Regions from separate parts of the Danio rerio genome. Here region 2 is linked to region 1. A link is a contact called in public Hi-C data. All regions are on one chromosome and are shown on one strand. The core of a region is the stretch at or near the end of the contact, and the rest is flanking DNA. Distances in the headings are between cores, read along the strand shown. Region 1 has its middle 210 kb from the start of si:ch211-69l10.2. Region 2 overlaps fam49bb (family with sequence similarity 49 member Bb).

Region 1 (6,516 bases), core at 3,564-6,063:
TTTGTTTATTTCTTCAATTAAATACAAAAATAGATATTGTTTTATAAAAAGCTGAAAAGTAATAATAACTTCCACAGTCATAAAAACAAATGCTACAGAGGTTAATGGTTACTGTTTTTTCCCAGCTTTCTTCAAACTATCTTCTTTTGGGTTAACAAGTGCAAGAAACCTAAACAGGTTAGGAGTAAACAGATATGATGAATATCCTTTTAATTGGCAGGTTGCCATTGTTAAGTTTTTTTATTTCTCCAAAACATGGATTTTTTTTATAATGCTAAGACGTAATTATGAAAACCTAATAACAGAGGCACTTGTGCAATACAGTACTTTTAAAAATACTAGACTTCACCAGGTGATGCCGTATCCACATAACCACATATGTGTGAAAATGCGTTAATAATCTGACATGAAAGAGATGCTATAAATCATGCAGCACTGCTAAAGCTGATGGCTAATTAAAGTAGGAACCTGTTGCAGAGGGCTCAGATTGTTGCAAAACGTTACTTTCAATGTAAATCAACATAAAAGTGCATTCATTTGATAATGCCAAAACAGCACGCGCAATGCAAAGCCAGCTGACAGATAATTGGTGTGCTCTTAATTCAGTGTTGTTGTTAAAGCTGTGATTCTTTTCAGTGTATTCAATTTAACAACATTAAAGAAGGACAACTGCAGAGTATATGAGCATTTTAAACACTTAAAATACATATAAACCACTGTGTCCATTTGCATGTGTAGTTCAACTCTTCATGTTTATGTAAACATTTTCAGGTATGAAAATTATGATTTAACTGTATCAATCAGAGGTGACGCAGTGGCGCAGTAGAAGGTTGCTGGTTCAAACCGTGGCTCAGTTGGCGTTTCTGTGTGGAGTTTGCATGTTCTCCCTGCGTTTGCGTGGGTTTCCTCCGGGATTTTCATAGTATGTCTAATAATATTTTTTCTTCTGGAGAAAGTCTTATTTGTTTTATTGAGGCTAGAATAAAAGCAGTTTTAATTTTTTTAAAACCATTTCAAGGTCAAAATGATTAGCTCCTTTAAGCTATATTTTTCCCACTGTCTACAGAACAAACCATCATTATACAATAACTTGCCTAATACCCTAACCTGCCTAGTTAACCTAAGTAACCTAGTTAAGCCTTTAAATGTAACTTTAAGCTGAATACTAGTGTCTTGAAAAATATAGTGAAATAGTATGTACTGTCATCATGACAGAGATAATATCAATCAGTTATTAAAAACGAGTTATTAAAAATATTATGTTTAGAAATGTGTTGAAAAAATCTCTCTGTTAAACAGAAATTGGGGGGAAAATAAACAGGGGGGCTAATAATTCAGCGGGGCTAATATTATGCTAATATTATGATTTTATCATTTAAAGCTAGACATAAAGAGTTCAGATGCAAAAGTGCCTCTAAGTGCTGTCTGAAATTTTCATCAAAATGAACATTTTTTTTTTGCCACCTTTGTTTATGATGAGGTATTTCACTTTAAAGACCAGGAAAAGGACTTATTTTTTCCCATAAAAGTGATAATATAAAAACATACAAACATTAGCCTGATAAAAATGCTCATTTTAGAGGAAAATTTCAGACGTTTTTTTTGCATCTAAACTCTTTAAATTTATCTTCAGAAAGATCAAGCTTTCTATAGTGAAGTTAAATGTCCTCCTGCACTTCACACCCTATTATAGAAATTCACTGGAATACTCAGAACACCTTAGCAACCACATAGGAATGCTATTCCAATTACCAATAATATTGAATGGTAACCAAGTAGAATACTATAGTGCCACACTAATGACACAAGGCAGTATTCTCATTGTGATACCATTTTTTATCTTCTGTTTTACTTACTATTGACATTTTGCAGGTACATAAAGTATTTATATTTGATTGTTTATTATAGTTAATTGTTTGACTTTTAGTTGCAATTGATTTGATCTGTAAACTATATTCTTTAAAATTCCTTACTTTCTTTTTGTTATTATTATTATTATTATTATTATTATTATTATTATTCATTTATTTCTTCATTCATTCATTCATTCATTCATTCATTCATTCATTCATTCATTCATTCATTCATTCATTTTCAGCTTAGTCCCTTTATTAATCTGCGGTCGTCACAGCGGAATAAACCGCCAATGTTATTACTATTATTATTATTACTTTCTTAATCCTGTTTTATAAACATCTGATCTGTATTCCCTTTCATTTTAACTGGACGTCAGAGAAAACTGTAATATCTAAATTTATCCATGAGTTTGTTTTTTAGACTGCTTTGTGAATGGGGAATGGACATGAATACGAGAGGTGGATTTATTGCTTGAACAACATGATTAAGTTATGTAGCCATGACGTCAAAGCCCAGAAGTCTGATGGCTTTCTCAATACTTCCTTGTGGGCTTTTTATTGTGTGAATTTTTTTTTTAATTCATTAAAATTTAAAAGTGAGTCTCTAATGAACTATTCATTGAATTTACAAACTGTTTTAAAATGAGTCTAAAATGGTAGATCTTCAAAGCTCGATTGTCTGGCACTATAATGAAAAATTTTAGAATGGAATGGAATTCATGTTCATGTATAACAGGCAGATTGTAAATCAAATGTGAAAAGTTGAGTTGTTTGAATACATTGAGTAAAATGAAATCTAGACATGTTCATATTTGTGCATCATTGTCTAAATTTGGTAGTATATATATATATATATATATATATATATATATATATATATATATATATATATATATATATATATATATATATATATATATATATATATAAAGAGAGAGAGAGAGAGAGAGAGAGAGAGAGAGAGAGATGAAGTCAGAATTATTAACCCCCTGTTTATTTTTCCCCCATTTCTGTTTAACAGAGAGATTTTTTAACACATTTCTAAATATAGTAGTTTTAATAACTCATTTCTAATAACTAATTTATTTTTATCTTTGCCATGATGACAGTAAATAATATTTTACTATATATTTTTCATGTCACTTCTATACAGCTTAAAGTGACATTTAAAGGGTTAACTAGGTTAATTGGGTTAACTAGGCAAGTTAGGGTAATTAGGCAAGTTATTGTATAACGATGGTTTGTTCTGTAGAAATATAGCTTAAAAGGGCTAATAATATTGACCTTAAAATAGCTTTTAAAAAACTAAAAATTTTTATTCTAGTCGAAATAAAACAAGTAAGACTTTCTCCAGAGGAAAATATATTATCAGACATACTGTTAAAATTTCCTTGCTCTGTTAAACATAATTTGGGAAATATTTAAAAAAGAAAAAAGAAATCAAATGGGGGCTAATAATTCTCACTTCAACTGTATATATATGAACATAAATCTGTAACAATAAAACAAATTAATGGCCATTCATCTCTTTCTCTCTCTCTCTCTCTCTCTCTCTCTCTCTCTCTGCTTTAGTGGATATTGTATATTTTTATCCACAGTGGTATGAACTGCCACTTTTACATATTGTTGAAATATTGTTAAATATTGCTTGATTATTAAACTTCATCCACCAGAATTTTGTGTGTGTATGTACCTATGTTTATTCAATAATTTTCCTTTGGCTTAGTCCCTTATTTATCTGTGGTCGCCACAGCGGAATGAACCACCAACTTATCCAGCATATGTTTTACGCAACAGATGACCTTCCAGCCGCAAACCATTATATGGGAAACACACTGATACACCATCGCCATATTTAGTTCATCCAATTCACTCATAGCACATATCTTTGGACTGTATAGGAAACCTGCAGCTCAGGAAAACTTCAACAGGGACTCGAACCAGCAAACTTTTTGCTGTGAGGCGACAGTACTAGCCACCATGTATGAATGTATGTATGTATGTATGTATGTTATTTATTTAATAATTTGTTTATTTTTATTTTTTTATTTATTCATTAATTTTCCTTCAGCTTAGTCCCTTATATATCAGGGGTCGCCACAGCAGAATGAAGCGGCAAAAATTCCGGCATATGTTTATTTATTTATTTATTTATTTATTTATTTATTTATTTATTCATTCATTCATTCATTCATTCATTCATTCATTTATTCATTCTTTAATTTATTCAAATAAAGCTAATTTTGTTATAAGTTCGTCTCAGTTACTCTACTATTGGAATAAACTTTACATTACGTAAATTCACGGCAAATTTATTTAGCAGTCTCTTTGTTCTACGTTACTCAGTGCTTCTAAAAACAAAGTAAGCGGTGATGTCATGTTTAAACTCCAATATTGGAATCCGCAAACACTCTGCGGGTCACATTTTGTGGAGTTCATCGTCCCATAGTGCACTCTGATGAAATATACTATTTTGCTTGGAAGCACACTTGTCTCTTTTGATTAAAACACGTTTTCCTGTTCCTTTCCGCAGCGCAGGAAAAGTCAAATAATTTATTGTATAGATTGGAAGCTGTGCCAAAAACAAACTGCGGCTGAGCGAGCGAGCAATAAAGGGATACATATGTGCTTGAAGTCATAAAAAGTGTGATATATTAACACAGCTCTAATCCACAAACATGCTGTAATTATAAAAAACACCACCCTATCGACATGGTTCCTCCCTGCTGAGACTGGGAAACTGATTAAACGCTAAAGTGAGGTCCGAGGATGTCAATCTTATACGCATCACCTCAGTAATCCTCGTGTCTCCTGAGGTCCCGGCGGGAATAGCTAAAGAGGGGTTATCAACAGGAGGGGACAACCCCCCCTTCTTTCTCTTGTTACTGGGTCCCCCTCTGTAACCTCCAGGGTTCATCCTGTGAGGTCTGAGCAGTCCTAACAAGGCACTCTGACGCCCCCTAAAGAGCTGAGAGAATGAGATGAGAGAAAGAGACTTCATTACTTTGGACACAAACAGTAGCCTGACACCAATCAGACCTGATGGATTTCTTCCTCTGTAGACGGTCATCATGAGGGGAAAGGGAGGTGGGGTCACTGGGGAAGACACTTGAAGCTGGATTTAGCTTAAGAAGTTTTGGGGCTTTCTTCCTTTTTTTTTCCTGCATTCTGAAAAACGAACCAGCATGTTTCTATATTAGTGTAAGTATTACCAAAGTATTTTGTTAGGGCTAGATCCAACGAAAAGTTCCGGAGAAGTACTGGAGAAATACATATATAACATCATTTCTTTCTGTACTCCTAATAGATCTACCATGAAAAGAAAACAGAAGAATAAAGAAGCAATTCAGAGCCGCCAAACTTATGTGACAGACATAAAAATGCAAGGATGTCTTTTATATAACTGCATTTTTGAACTAGGTGACATTTGCTCTAAAGGGATAGCTCAACAACAAAAAATTAAAATGGACTAAACTTTAAGTTGGGGTAGTCCAGATCCCATCACGTGATCACGCAGTTTCAGACTTGATCTATATATATATATATATATATATATATATATATATATATATATATATATATATATATATATATATATATATATATATATATATATATATATATATATATTCACATTATTTTTAACACATCTATAATTATGTGGTGGTACTGAGTTGGACCTCTTACTTGACACAGAAACAGCAACGTGCGCGGCACGACATCACTTTGTTGCAGATATGCTATTGGTTAAATGTTGTCAAAGTCGAACACAGAAGCAACTTGAAGCAGAAAGCCCGAGTGTGTCTGCGGTCTGGAGGTATTATACAGTTGATAACAACAACATTGCCATAGTAAACTGTGAGATATGTAAACTTGGGATTGCCTGCTGGATTTTTTTAAGTTGAGGTGCTATTTGTTTTTATATTAGATTTATATATATATATATATATATATATATATATATATATATATATATATATTTACTTTTGCACTAAAGTCCAAAAGTGAAGAACTGATGTTATTTATTATGTTATTGTTCAAGCTAATTTACAGAAGTGCTCTGTTTGTTATTAAATGTTAAAATAAGATGAATTACATTAAAAATAAGGAACATCTTGGATCTGTTTCTTCGCTCTTCTTTATTAATTTTTTACGCATTATAGAAGTATTGGATCGGGTTTCGGTATCGGTAGGTACTAAAAATCAAATGACTCAGACTTGAGGGCAAAAAAGTCTGATCGGGACATCCTTATTTCAAGTGGTTTCACACCTTTATGAGTTTCCCTTTTTTTTTGCTGAACACAAAAGAACATATTTTGAAAAATGTTAGAAACCTATAACTATTGACTTACATAGCAAGATAGACAAAATAACATGGAAGTCAATAGTTACCGGTTTCTAGCATTTTTGAAAATAACTTAATTGTTTTTTTAAATGGTTCATAAAATTGGAAAGATGGGTAAATGATGACAGAATGTTAATGCTCTCTTTCAATAGCATCTATTTTTTTCAAATATACATTTCAGGTAATACCTACAGGCCTAATGTATACATAAAAAACATATAAAAACACTTCATATTGTAAACAATAAATGCAAGTTTGTTATTTAAAAAGAAGACAGTTACTTAAGTGATTTCTGCCTTATAAATTCACTTCATG
Region 2 (6,177 bases), core at 1-2,500, 210 kb after region 1:
CCTAATGATTAACTATGATTATTTTAGTCAATGTGGTAAACAAACTTACAATACAATCAATAGCATATTTAGCATACTTATTTATCCGCGATATGTCCAAAAAAAAAAAAAACTTATATGAGTGAGTTACACACTGAGGAAGGTGTTAATTTGTGAATTTGTTTTCTGAAAAATGTCAAATAAAAAAAATGTTAAAGTGAAAATATATATGAGTGTTTATATACTTCTTGAAACAATTCTCAATTCCACAGAAGAGTAGAATATCTGATAATAATGATGATCAAAAGTTTCCAAAATAATTAAAAATAACCTTTTTAAAATTAACCTAATTAAAATTAACCTTTTTTAACCTTTAACAAAGTGCACATTATCTTTAGTGCTTTTAAAACATGTTTAAATCCAATACATTTAATTAAATCAACCACATCCTATTTTGCAAAAGTCACACACATACTGTACGTTACAAGATTTGACTGATTTCCTTGTGAAATTGGGTTTTTAAGGAGAAATTAAAGTTAAGAGGATGTGGTGCTGTCAAAGTTTTTTGATAAATTGCGCAGCTCTAATAGTAACAAGGATAAACACCAATCACATTAGTCTCTAAAACTCACATAATTTTGCACTGGGTTTACTGTATTTTCAAACTCCTCCACAAAATGTACTCAAGATAAATGTGACCTGAATCCAAGCGATGCCAATGATGCGCCCCTGCCATGTCTACCAAACCCAAATCCCACCCAGCACTCCTTCTAACCATTAGGGGGGTCATTCCAAGGGCAGCAATTGCCAAAATCCAATAGTGTCCCACATTTTTACAGAGAGAAATCACATTCCTCATGAAAACAAATAAACAGATGCAAAAAACAATGTGAGATCAAATAAACAATGTCAATAACTTGTGGTAATGTTCTCACAAGCATGCTTGAAGTGTATGTATGAAAAGATCCCTTTATAAAAAGAAAATGATGAGAAGCCAAGAAGATTAAACACATCCTGACAAAAACAACAGGGTATGTGGGCCACACAGACAGAAGTGAAGATTGTATTAGAAACACTGCATTTGCCTCTCAGCTTTATTCACAGCGGTCCCAAAGGGTGAAGGCGAGCTCCCTGTACAAGCCTTTTCCAACGGAAAGAGGCTCTGACCTGGTTGTTTTCTTTTGGAAGCCTCCTACTGGGAGATTGCGTGCTGGAGGAGAGGAGCTACGATGGGATCTGGAGAAGGAGGGGGCAAAGAGGGGGCTCTTCTAAGCCCGCTGGGCACTTACGATTCACTACTGCATTCTGATTGGCTGAACGCAAGTTCTCCTGCGCTCCACTGTATCCATGGAGTTGAAAAAAGCTGGTGCTACCAAAAACACACCGACAGCCAATCAGAAAGCGAGTGGCAAGGCGGAGGGGAGGATGAGGGCACTGGAGTAGTAGTCCGACTTAAGAGCTTGCATATGAATATATGAATAGGGATGAGGTAATGCGCCATAAATGCACAACTAGCGCAATAGAAACACGCTGATTAATCAGAATTTTTTACTAACAACTGACATTCTGCATACAGAATCACATATCTCAAATTAACACACACACATTTCTCAAAATGTGTTTAGTTCTTGACAGAATACACAACCTCCACTTGTTCCAAAGCTGTTTGAGTTTCAGTAAAGGGTGAATACGTTTTATTTTGATTAATTTAATTTGTGCAAGGAAAGATGTAAACTGCATGTGTGCAATGTTGGATTGTGTACCATTTATAATACATACAGTATGTACTGTACACAGACTGAATGTAAGGCATGCTGTAATTCTGAAGGAGCACTGCAGCATGGGAGTCCACGTGCTTCGCAATACTACGCTATCGTTTTGGCGCCATAAGAAAAAAAAAACAACAATCTCTCCCCTCCCTCAATCCCTCCGTCACGTGGGCACAGCCATGGAGTGGCTAACCGGCTGCCTAAGGCATCGAGGGGGAGGGGAGCGAGTGAATTAGTGTGTGTTTTTTTTTTTTGCGTTTGTGCTTATTTGAGTAAGTGGATGCAATAATCCAGTTATGTATGTGGTGAAGTATGCGCAGAATTGAACCTAATGGGAGAATATTGCCAGAAGAGTGACACTTAACATCACAACGCTGTCTAAAATCTAATTTACAGAGACTTAGCTAGGAATTCATGCAATTTAAGCTTTAAAATACACATTTATTGCTTATCGTTTTCCAAATGCCAAGAGTGTGCCTGTGATATTTGCTAATGTAGGCTCAAATATGAGCAATTTGTGCACGCATGTGATGCCGCATGCAATGTCGCTCTACCGCAGCATCACTTACATCCTTGTCTGCACTTTTAACTTGACCTAAATTTCCTAGGGCGTGCCGCCACATCGCATTAGCCAAAATAGTTGTGTTCTGATTGTACCGTGACCCCTTGATGATGGGGTGCGGATAGCATTCATTCACCCCAAAACCTTGTATGAACTCCCTGACCCCACCCAGCTGAGCAGAAGCGTTAAATAATCAGGAATAAGAAGGATGACAGATGAGAGGGGGGGGTAAGCGTGTATTTGTTTTTGATTTGCAGCTCCGCCCACGCTGGCCAGGCTGGAGTAAACAGCAGCTTTAATGCCCTGTTTAAGCACAAAATCAAAATAAACCGCTGGATAAACCAATGAGGCTGCAGCGCTTTTGAAGGATGTTAGCTATTGGTGCAGCCGGTTTGAGCATTACTGCAACAACACAGTCACAAATGACAACAGTGATGTTTGCAGCCTCCTCTGACAAATAGTGACATCAAACTGCTGCTCACTTCGCACTTATTATCGTTTGCAAAATTTGCATAAGTCTCAAGTTGGTGGTGGTATATGGTGATAACAGGAGAGGTTCGGAGTAGGATTTTTGGTTAATCTCTCCTACAATAGGACCTCTTAGGCGGCACTGTACCTCTCATGATCAAAGCCAGAAACCATGGCAACCGAATATCATAAGCCAAAACAGGGCACCTCATCTGAAATGGTGGGAGAAAGAATTTTAAGCCACCCTGTTCCAAATGTTCAAAGTCTGTTTAATCAACAAACACACGTCACTTCCATTTCTGAAGCTGCTGAGATTATTGTAATCTTTCAAAGGATTTTTTTTTTTTTTTTTTTTTTTAAATAAAGCCAAGCCTCAATTGACTTACACCTGATGAAAAAAATAAATAAATACACTGAGGGACTGAAATTGCCTCTTCAATGTCACAGTTTTTATAATGCCCATGTCTGTTTCAGAAAAATTATAGACATCTTGGTCTTCTTTTTTCACTGCAAATGTCTTTAAGATCTGAGAAAGTCAATTGGTGCAAGACAAGAACAAAAAGACACTGAATACCGATTAACACCGTCTGGGGGATTCACAGTCTAAAGATGGTGATCTTGGCTATGAAGTTTGCATGTCTATGAAATTGAATGCCTGACCCTTTTTTTGAAGCACTTAAGTCTTTTAGTCATTGTCCGACTGTTATTAAATCAAACTTCATTTTTATTATTATTTTTTTCATACTTTGAAATTTGGAGTTCATAATTTAAACCTAAGTGTGTCAGAATTAAGTGTTGGTCAGTGGAGCTGTTAGTGCTGAGGGGTGGGGCACCGCTCAAATGAGACTGGGGTTTTTGGGGGTGTGTTTCACAAGAGGTGGATTTACGCTAAGAAGCTTGAGCTGCATTTTTAGGCCCAGAGCACCCTCTGCTGACAGTGAGGAGTATGTGTGGCAGGGCCACTCCCTACTCTTAGTGGAATAAAATAAAATAAAATAAAATAAAATAAAATAAAATAAAATAAAATAAAATAAAATAAAATAAAATAAAATAAAATAAAATAAAAAAATTAATATAATAAAATAAAAGCACATCATTTAAAAAAATAAGCAAAAAATAAATAATATTAATAAATACAAACATGCAGATACACATACATGCATGCAGGCATGCATGCATATATACATACATACAACTAGAATAATTGAAAAAAAAAAACTAAAATATAATACTAATAATAATATAAAATCGTTATATTGCCTTGGACTTAATATTGCCTTGGATTAAAAAAAACTAATTATTTGAAAAAAAAAAAAAAAAAGATGCTAACAGAGACATAAAATAAAAACAAAACTAAATTAAACTTAACTACACTACATGACCAAAACAAAAATAAGCACAAAAAATTAAAACAAACAAATAAATAAATGAATGTTATTAATAAATAAATGTATAAACAAATAAACATACATACATGTATATGCATGAATACATAACTACATACAGTTGAAGTCAGAATTATTGCATCCCCCCACGTCCCCTAATCCCCCCCCTAATAATGAGTTGAGACATAATAACAATGATGAGACATAAAAAATAAAAAGTTGGAAAATGATCTAAATTAAACTATATTTTATTACACTACATGAAAATAATAAAATAAAATAAAAATAACCCCAGAGAGCAGAGAAAGCATCTGCACAAGTGACTCTACAGAAGACAAACAGTTGAGAAAGAAATGAAAGAAAATAAAAGAATGACTTAAAAAACATTTGAATAGGCATATTAATTAATTAATTAACAAACAAATAAATGAATAGTATTAATAAATACCAGTACGAGCAAATGCATAAACAAACATACAAACACAACAAACACATAAAAAACAAAACACAAACAATACAAAACAAAAACAATAAATAAATAAAAAAATCTTCCTTTTGTTGCCTTGGACTTGGTGATGGAAAAGTGTAAACTATTTTTAAGCCAAACAGATCCTAATTGAGACATAAAATAAAACTTGTAAACAAATCTAAATTAAACTAAACTACACTAAATGACTTAAAAAATAAATAAATAAATATATGTATAAAATGAATATATATATATATATATATATATATATATATATATATATATATATATATATATATATATATATATATATATATATATATATATATAAATATATATATATATATATATATATATATATATATATATATATATATATATATATATATATAATTAAATCAAATTAGTAAATAAAATATGATAAAATATTAATTTAATTTTATTTAATTTAAAACAAAATATAAAGTATATAAAATGAAATAAAATAAATAAAAATAAATAAATAAATAAATTTAATTGAATTCAAAATAAAATAAAATGCTCTACACCAGTGGCTTTGCCTGGAAAATAGATATTGGTTTTTAAACACTGTAAACGATGGCTTTGTTAAATGTAACAAAGATGGTCAATGGGAAATGATCCTGACATTCATACAGCAGAGGAATGACAGTGTCTGTAAATGGCATTGGTATACATGGGTGGGTGGCAAGCGCTGTGTATGACACACAGTAAATAAAAGGGGAGCAAGGTCATTAAACTCAACGAATACTGAATTAATCCATCCCCTCCCTTCAGCTGCATCAACATGTCTCTGACAGCGGCCAATGACTGACTCACAAACACATTATACTTCTCATTCTTAAAAGACCTCTCAGATATCTAAGCAGTGGATGTGTCTGCTTTCTAACATCACTTTATATCATGAAATAAAGCAGTTAAAACCAAAGGTCAATGGAAAAAAGCACTTATACAATTACTCAAATGTTTTGTTCAACAACAACACCATGGTGATGCATCCATTCAGAGGTGCCATGAAGGTTTTTTTTTTTTATTTTTTCTTTTTTTGTTTCTGTCACTCATTTGACATGACAACTAAAGATCTAAAGTCAAAAACCTCTAATAAAACTGTATTTTAGATCTGATTTAGTCCAGTCAGAATGCAATCCCCAGGACCAAAAGAAAACACAAAAGAAAGAAAAACAAGAAGAAAAGAAAGAAAAACACAAAAACTGTTACTCCCACCCCTTAATAAATAAATAATAAATAGCTTTGTTATGAAACAAAACAAAGATGCCACATGCTGTACAAAATTTGAAATGGGCTCTATGCACAGCCAGGGGCGTTGCTAGATATAAAGCTCTACTAGGACACAGTTCCCACTCCCAAAAAAAAAAAAAAAAAAAAAAAAAAAAATATATATATATATATATATATATATATATATATATATATATATATATATATATATATATATATATATATATATATATATATATATATATATATATATATATATAGTTGAAGTCAGAATTATTACCCCCCCCC

The links. Hi-C and Micro-C count contacts between places; a contact is called where the count stands out from the background.
Region 2: a contact with region 1 is called in a Hi-C map of hematopoietic stem cells, with 2.5 times the contacts expected there. The contact joins two enhancer-like sites. A contact is called at or near these places in 2 of 18 Hi-C or Micro-C datasets (embryo and hematopoietic stem cells).

Annotation. Positions count from the first base shown.
Region 1 is chr24:10,983,683-10,990,198 of GRCz12tu, forward strand. No RefSeq gene overlaps it. Among named protein-coding and RNA genes, the nearest start is that of si:ch211-69l10.2, 210 kb to the left of the region's middle. Within about 2 kb of position 4,814, at least 32 of the 62 cell types and tissues checked have an H3K27ac peak or open chromatin away from gene starts, as enhancers often do.
Region 2 is chr24:11,195,966-11,202,142 of GRCz12tu, forward strand. The region is part of intron 2 of fam49bb (family with sequence similarity 49 member Bb); the gene reads right to left. Among named protein-coding and RNA genes, the nearest start is that of fam49bb, 56 kb to the right of the region's middle. Within about 2 kb of position 1,251, at least 23 of the 62 cell types and tissues checked have an H3K27ac peak or open chromatin away from gene starts, as enhancers often do.